Regions from separate parts of the Gossypium hirsutum genome. Here region 1 is linked to region 2. Evidence: chromatin contacts called from public Hi-C data. All regions are on one chromosome and are shown on one strand. The core of a region is the stretch at or near the end of the contact, and the rest is flanking DNA. Distances in the headings are between cores, read along the strand shown. Region 1 holds the start of LOC107888622 (transcription factor PRE5). Region 2 overlaps LOC121206495 (a long non-coding RNA gene).

Region 1 (4,193 bases), core at 1-2,500, 140 kb before region 2:
TAATAAATATTATTACATAATTAAACTCCTAATAATAGCAGCCTCGGCACTATCAGCATCAATGGTGGCCAACAACTGTGAGAGCCGTTCACTTAGGTCGTCCACCTCCCTATGCAAGCTTCTAATGTAATTGCAAGTCTCTTGTAAGACCTTGGATGCTGATACCTGCACCAGCAGGGGGATTTACAATGCCCCAACATTAAGTCACTTTCTTTTCTGACATTTCTGCTTTCCACATTATTATTATTATTTCCATATAACATCATAATCGAAAAATAAATAAATCGTAAAGTCCGACCCTTGGTCGACAAAATAGACTATTATGTGCTTCGTAATGTGATGTTGTGATCGCTATTTTATGATATACATGATATCCGGGGTCAAAGCATGCACTGTTTTAAGTCAATGAGGAGCTGAAACCCAAGAAAATATGTTTCCTTGATGTCCGGGGTCAAGTTTTCAAACTGTATTTTCGAGGACTATTACTTTTTTTTTAACTGAAATATACTATTCCCATGTGCCACATGCAACCAGGGAAAATTAAATATATAGGTACGTTATAGTTTTCCATATAAAAATAAATCATCTAATTCATTGAAAATGTATAAAATTATAAAATAATAACTCAACTCTCTTGTAAAAATAAAGATGAATTAAAAGAAGAAACATGAATTCCATGAAATGTTTACCTTATCAGATCGCCTATCCCGAATCTCAGGCAGAAGCTGTCGTAACTTTGAGACAAGTTCAATGATTTGATCATCTGAAATCCTCGAAACACCTGCTGCTGACTGTCTCGACCTTCTGCTAGACATCTTGTGGGGGATTTAAAGTAATAATAACACCCTAATGACCAAAAACCAAGAATTATTTTAAAATATTCAGTAAGTTCCAAAATAGTACCCCCAAAATATGGAAATGCAGAAGGAAAAATAAATATATATGGTGTAGAAAAATGGTTATGGTTTGGAAAAGGCAAGAAGAAGAAGAAGAAGAAGAAGAAGAAGAAGAAAGAAAGAAAGAGTAGAGAGTAGTGTTAGATATAAGATATGAAGAATTGGAGAAAGTGATAAGAGAGATATAAAGAGGTAAGAAGGACCACAACCATGGGGGATGCGAGTGTGTGTATGTGAGAGAAGAGAGAGAAAAGAGAGAGTACAATAACAAAGATAGTGATGTTGGACGTGAAGAAGACAAGGGCATTGGAGAAAGCATGGTTGGACTTAAAAAGGGTTTGGTCTTTTGAATAAAAAAAAAAACTCAAGGAGTAATCGTTTGGGGTTCTTGTTTATATGTATAGATGTATTTTTGATGCTATAATTTTACGTATTGTATCCTAATTTGTCTTATTTTAATGGATTTCTTTGTATTGTATGATTGTAGTATTGGTGGTTAAAAAATTATGGAATGGAGAGAAAACGTGAGGGAGAAAGAGAAGGGGCAATAAAAGTTCATGTTCCCAACTTGGGGATTGATGGCAAGTGGGCTTTAAGAAATATGTTTGTTTTTGAGCTGACATTGTGGGCCTTCATGTGCATGTCTTAATACGCAATGCCATGTGATCATCACCTTCTCCAACTACATCCTTCTTTTGAAGTATTCCACAACCCCCAAATCTCCCTTTTCACACTCTTTCCTTTCTATTTTTTCCTATTTCCTTTAGCACATTTAATTAATTAAATAAACCAAACTTGTTTTGTTGTCTTCTTTTTCCTCCTTCAACTTCTTCAATAACTATTATGTTTCATGAATAGATTTAAATTGCAGATACAGATATTTTCTATCATATTGTGATTAAAATGTTTGTTATACCCCTATACCTTTTGGACACGTGGCACCACGAGAAGCTTCCTGAAAAATGCCCATGGATAACTCTCTTTCTCTTGCATCTCCCAATTAGTTCCTCATTTGAAGATCACTCGAGCAATTACTTGTCTTTAATTAGTTGACTGGTTACTAAGTGACCAGCCATTGACTTTTAGCGAAAACACACTTACCACCAATAGGAGACCATCATGGACCATTGAGGTGTAATAGTCTCGTACTACCTCAGCCAAAGGAATGTCAGAGTAGTACGACACTTGAGGACAATCAACTTGCCACCTAGCTGACCACATGTGTGGGCCACCACCCATATTATCAATGAGTTGGCACCATCAGGCATGAGACCAGGCACATGACCTTCCCCTATAAATACCTAAAAGAACGATGAGGAAGGGATCCTTTAACCATCTTTGCAACCCTAAGTACTTACCCTTTGGAATTAGTCTCCTTTGCCTTCGCAACCTCCTTATTCCTCTTCTACTTCTCTCCTTTTTTGGCTCTTCGCCTACCTAGGTGAACTGGTATCCATGTCACCCCCACCCTCTCCTCATTATCTCCTTCTTTGTTGTACAATTGTATCGATAATTTGTGTGGGGAATGCGGACCAGACCATGACTTCCTCTCAGATTGATGCTTTCCTCAACTTGGCTAATCTAGTGAATCCCACCAACCCTACTAACTTAGCAAATCCATCCAACCCTGTCAACCTAGAAAACCTTACCAATCCTAGGCTCACTTCAAACCAAACAGGAACCCAACCACTTGTACCAAACTCTCTGATAGGCTGTCGAGACCTACAAAAATAAAACTTGAAAAATAAGATTAGTATAAAACAAAAAGTAGGATCGTGTCCATGGAGATCGATGATAATTTTATTTCTTAAGTAAAAATAAGAAAAGTAAATAAAAAGGGGGTTTATAAAATAAAAAAACTAAATTCGAATTAAAAATTAAAATGGAGAAGACAATAATTGAAAGTTTTTTTTAGGAAAATAATGGTAAAAAGCTCTAGCCAAAGGTAAAGTCTTTTTTTGATTCATGAATTCGATCATCGATGCAAGAATATCTTCATTGCCTTTAATAAACTAGTTCTAGTTGCTAACTTGACAATGGACAACCAATCTCTTCTTACCTATTTGGTAACCATAAGGCAGCTCATTTGAAATTACTTCCCTAACCGATAAATAATCTCATAACAATGCCTAAGATTTAACTAACAAACTCACCTCAATCCACACCACATACTCATAAACTACGACATAAATAATTTATGCAGTTTGTCACTAGTATTAGAATGAATTAAACAATTACGAATTTAATGATTCTAATTGTCAAGACAATCATTCTAAGCTATCAAATACTGACCATAAATTTGACAAACCAGGATAATTGTAATTCAAATAGAAGATGCATGAATACTAAAGAACAAAGAAGAATTAAAGCATAAATTAAGTCACGTATTATTGAATCAAACTTCGATTAACCTTTGACTAGAAAAGAGGGTATAAGAACCCATAAAATAAAGAAAGCACAAACAAAATAAAACTAAGAGCGGTTATGTCTAAGTTAAGTCCACATTTTAACCTAATAATGTCTATTTATAGGGAAAAAATAATTTAATGGAGAAAATACAAAAGTGCCATTGATTAAATAAAGTAGAATTTTCAGGACTTTTGTCAATTTTCACATCAAACTCAGGGCTATTTTTGGACGCATTTTTTATGCCTTTTGGGATTGGGTTGTGAAATAACTTCGGTTAAATCTTTCAATTACCTTTGAATCTGCATATTATGCGTCCAAAGAGGAGTTTTGTAGCTCAAGTTAGGACCAAAATAGTGAAACTATGCTAAGTTGAAAGTTTAATTTGCAAAAACTTGCCAAAAATAAACTTTAAGGTCATTTTTCTCAAATTATTTCCAAAATAAATAATAAATAAATATAAGTATTAAATAATATAATTAAGAACATAAATAACATCATTCAGAAAAATATCACAAATAAATTGAGAAATTATGCACACATCAGTAATACCCCGAAAATTTTAGTATCGGATTTTGCACTGAATCAATATAAATTCATTATAAAAAATTTATAATAAATTATCCATTTATATTTTCAGTATTTTTATTGACTTATTTGAATTTTAGACTTAAATTCGTGATTAAATTGAATTTTATTTTAAGGATTAAATTGGATTTTCAATCATTGTTGGGAGATTAACCTTTAATTAACTTTTTAAATTTAATTTTGGTTGTATGGTGGCGTATGTGAGTTGTGTTTTATTATTATTATTATTATTATTATTATTATTAGTAATTATTGGGAGTCAAGTTGGGGCAAGGATTGACTTGAAAGAAAGAGAAATTAGAA
Region 2 (4,635 bases), core at 689-3,188:
TACTAATCTAATATGGTAAGTTCATCTTCAATTCATTTCTTCATTTCAATTCTTTAAACACATGTTTTCACCATTTTATTCCTTTTTTCTTCTCTTTAACATTAAACATAAGGTTTGTAACACCCTAGACTCAATTCAAATGACAATCGAATAATAGTCAAATCATAGCTAATAAAAAGAGTAGATGGTATCCTATCATTGGCATTGTATGGAATATGAAAATGGAAATGGCCATGGGTCATTTTTCTAGGACAAACAATTTTATCATTATTGGTTTAAGTAATGATCATTTTCATTGCAAAAGATACAATGGTAATCATAAGATAAAAATGGCTTGATCAAGTGAATAGATTTAACCTAAAAGGGTAACTCACGAGGGACAAGGTCATTGGACAAAAGCTTGATTTATGTAGCTTTCATAATGGTATATAATGGGGAGTTCAATCATGGTACTTTTAATGGATTGACTTCATGACTAAATAACTTTGTAATTAGTAAACGAAGAGTTAGAACTTAATAACAAATTATTTTAGCCCTAATTTTATATAGCTAATTATATATATAGTTATGGCTTAATTACAGATTGCATGATAAGAGGTGTGAATGAATGTATAAAACCAATGAGAAATAGATTGCATGTATTATTATTTATAGTAAATATATTTTCTCAAGAAGGCGAGAGATAACTTAAAATTAATTTAATTTTTTTGGATTATTATTTAACTAGATGAATAAATTAAATAATTGAGCCCAAAGTGAAAATTAAATTATGTAGCCATCGTAATTTTATTTCATTTGGATAATTAAATAGGTTTGCCCATAAGTTATAATACAATAAAGTCGTCATGATCTTAACAGAACTGAAATTGAATTGTGTAAATTAATTAATTAATTCTCATTAATTAATTTGAAGGAATATTTAATTATTTTTTAATTAAGTATTTAGTAATGATTTTTTTATTTAAATCAAGAGAGATGACCTCGGAAACTTGAACCGATTTTGGACCAACCCAATTTAGCCCAAATGGTCATGGGTGTCCAAAGTATAGGGAGTGCTCTCTCTTAGTGTGCCACCATTGGTTTTCCTTGGGTGTCCTAATTGGACTCAAATTACCCCATTTTAATTAATTAAAAACTTTGAATGAAAATTAAACTCTTGTATAGTTTTCTCTATAAATACCCAAAGCTAATCGAAAATTATATAGTAGAAAATACTAAGGGAAACTTTGTGCATATTTAGTGATATTTTATTTGAGTAATTTATCTTTTATTCAAATAAATTTTATTTTTCTTGAGTTGGACTTTTAGATTGGGAGCAATTATAATTGCAGTCATCCAACGGTTATAATTAGAAACTAGAAGTTAAAAATTCAGTTTTAGATTACATAAAAGTTTATGCAAGGAACTTTCTAAGAAAGTCTTGGTTTTTGTCCTATGTTCGGCTCTTTGAATAAGGGTCATTATTTAAGTAATTGTGAGTTCAAGAATAGCAGAAAAGATCAATTAGTTGGAAGCTTAAAACATTTAGACTTCAATTCAGTTTAATCAACATGTTCATGCACATTCCTAAAAGTCTTTTACGATACAAATTTGATCTGGTTGATTACTTTAATATCACAACAAAAACTCGTTTTAGACCAATTTTAAATTTTCGATCTACCAACTTTAGTATATTTTCTAAGCAATTTTCTAACAACGATGATTATTAAAAATAAAAAGGGGGTTAGGTACAGTAACAATAGGGTTTTTGAAAGGACACACTATAAGGTGTGCATATTTGGGTATTTATATCGAGATTCCTTGGTACTCTTAAGTTGTTGATTGCATGAGAGTGCTGGAAAGCCAAGTCATTTCTTCCATGTGCTTGCCTGAGGATGTTGCTGTCTTTCAAACAAAACTACTCCTCCAACCCATTTGTTGGTCCTATTTCTTGACCCATGACAGAGACTAGGGTTGATGATTACTTATTGCCTATAATCATGCCCCAATTGGATATTTGTGAGGCTTTGCCTTCTTGGGCTTGCTAATTTCTTTGGATTTCTAGTTTTTTCTCTTCGGCTTAAGACTTATTCTCTTGGACTTGATAATTTCTTTAGATTTGAAGCTTATTGTCTTTTGCCCGAGACTTAAGTCTCTCAAAATTAATTATGAAAAAATTAAAATAAAATATTATTAATATATTTTGAACAACAAAATGAAGGTCTTTTTGCCACAAAACCATATTAACTTTGAAAAATCTTGCCATAATTTCTTTTTAAAATGGTGAAAAGGGAAATTTTTAAAGGAGAAATATAGGTGAATGTATCTAGCTAAACCCTCTATTATAGGGGTCAGATCAAATTAATCATTTTATTATTAAAAGGGTAAATTTAATTTATATATTATTAAAAAGAATCAAATAAGTTCAAAATTCAAAAGATTAACATTTATTGTTTAAAAAATAACATTTGTTGTTCAACATAATTATATTTTGAAAGCTTTTTTATTATTCTACTATGAAATATTTTGTTTGGAGTCAAACTATAAATAAAAAATAATATTTTTATGTCATTTTTCAAGCAATAAGGTTATGCTCGATTGGATGGAAAAAAAATTTATGTTTTTCATCTTTCTAGTTTTATTTTCACTCTATTAAGTAAAGCCTAAATGTTGACTCTGTTCCAATTTACCCTTATTTGACTTTTTTTTATATAGTAGAAGGATTAGATTGATTTGTTTAATAGTAAAGGGACTAGTTTGATCCAATCCCTATAATCAGGAATAGACCTAGAGGGCTGGTAGGGGTCTCGGCCTCCCTAAAATAAATTTTTTTCATTTAGGTCCTTTATAATTTATAATTTTAGATTAGCAATGGTAAAATTTTACTTTGACCCCCCAAAAATGATAAAATTTTGATTTAATCCTCTAAAAATTATAAAGATATATGCTATTAAAATAGCAAAATTACATTTTTACTATTATAAATATATATATAATTTAATTTGGACCCCTCCAAAAAAAATTTTGACTTCGCTCTTATCCCCTAGGTCGTATTGATGGATCGTATAATAGAAGGAATTTTAAAAATATGAGACTGAAAATTAAAAGGATTAATTATATCTAGCTAGGGCAAACTGCCCTCTCATAATAAAGACAATTCAATACAAGCCATAAACTTGATGAATACGATCCTTAATAAATATAATATATATATATCACAAAATTAATCAGCCGAAAAAATTCTGCAAACTGAAGTGGCCCATATATTCTAGATAATGTCGGGTTCTTTAATAATGCATGAGAATAGAATTCGATTGTACATTTTAAATATATATATATACTCCACGAATAGTAATCATATAACTTTATATATTTTTATAAGATAATGAGAAAATATTAGTGAAAAATAAGGGGATTATGAGGTTGTCTCCGACAGATTATGTCTTTAATTTCGCATGCATGCTTGATTTATTAGTAATAAAGCAAAGTTTAAAGTAGCTTACATATTTTCTATGGATGATGTTTAAGAAAATAAGACACCAACTTATTTAGTTTCTAATGCAATCTTATTTTATTAGCTTGGGTTTTCACCCTGTTGAGGTTTCTTTAAAAATTAAACTAGTTTTTTATACTTTCGTAATTATTTATATGATTAATATTGTAATGATCCAATCATTAAATTTATTAATATAATTGTACTTGTCATGCATGTAAATTTTTGAACTGATCTGATATCTTTATCATATCTGTAGCAGCCCAAATTTGACCGGGCTTAAATAAAACAAAAATAAATAAATATTTATTTATTTATTTAACAGTCCATTAAAAGTCCAGGTTACAAAGCCCAAACAGTAGGCCCAAAATCAGAACTACCCAGCAGACCCATTACCCTATACCAGTTACAACCTTAACCCAAATAACTTTCAAACCCAAACCTAACCTAAACCTACAGCAGACTCAAACCCGAAGGCCCAAATAGCAGGGGCCCAAATGACTTTCAGATAGGGTTAGAAACCCTAGCTCCCTTTCTCCTCGCGCCGCAAATAGAAGGTTCCAGAAGCCAAGCCTCATGACCCTTCGGTTTCCGTCGTTCCAGCTGCCTTCCATCAATGCCACGATTCTAGGCCCCGAGTCACGCAGAGATCAACGCCACCGATAGACCATCGTCAAGCCCTCGTCACCACCGGATTTCTCGCAAGCACCTGCAAAAGGAAAGGAACCGCAGCAAACAAAATAAATATGGAAGGAGATAAAAAGATTTCTTCCCTAAATGTAATAACCACAGTGGCTATAAAAGCCCGAATCAAAACAATGTAAAGGATCCGACTTTTTTGACAAAAAGAGAAATACATATACTTATTCATAAAAAGGGTTCAAGCAGTTTCTTTAAGAGGTGATATACTCTTACTTTGTTTCATTTTTCTTCATCTTCTCTATATGCATGCAAATACCATTAAAATAAAATAAATTTACAGTCGAAATCGCGTTGAAAATCGAGATTTTGGGCCTCCAACCACCGTACGGGGAGGAGTCGGCGACAGCGCGTAGGCGCGTGGGCGCGTGAAGTCGACGACCGGGGCTCGGCTCGACGGAGACCGGAGCCTAGATCTCTCTCTCTCCCTTCTCGTTTCAGAGAGAATTTTAGTTTTTTTTTTT

The links. A called contact is a pair of places that touch in the nucleus more often than the background predicts.
Region 1: a Hi-C map of leaf shows a contact between it and region 2, with 4 times the contacts expected there. The contact joins the promoter of LOC107888622 here to the enhancer-like site in region 2. A contact is called at or near these places in 20 of 34 Hi-C or Micro-C datasets (anther, callus, cotyledon and 4 more).

The regions. Positions count from the first base shown.
Region 1 is chrA09:5,898,885-5,903,077 of Gossypium_hirsutum_v2.1, reverse strand. It overlaps LOC107888622 (transcription factor PRE5), which reads right to left and starts at 1,250. Exons shown (of 2, transcript XM_016812792.2): 1 at 690-1,250; 2 at 1-165. The coding sequence starts at 815. The coding sequence ends at 13.
Region 2 is chrA09:5,760,359-5,764,993 of Gossypium_hirsutum_v2.1, reverse strand. It overlaps LOC121206495 (a long non-coding RNA gene), which reads right to left. Exons shown (of 2, transcript XR_005901529.1): 1 at 4,388-4,635; 2 at 3,757-4,181. Among protein-coding and RNA genes, the nearest start is that of LOC121206495, 2.3 kb to the right of the region's middle. Within about 2 kb of position 1,938, at least 3 of the 9 cell types and tissues checked have an H3K27ac peak or open chromatin away from gene starts, as enhancers often do. A contact at or near this core is called in hypocotyl and leaf, where this site is marked.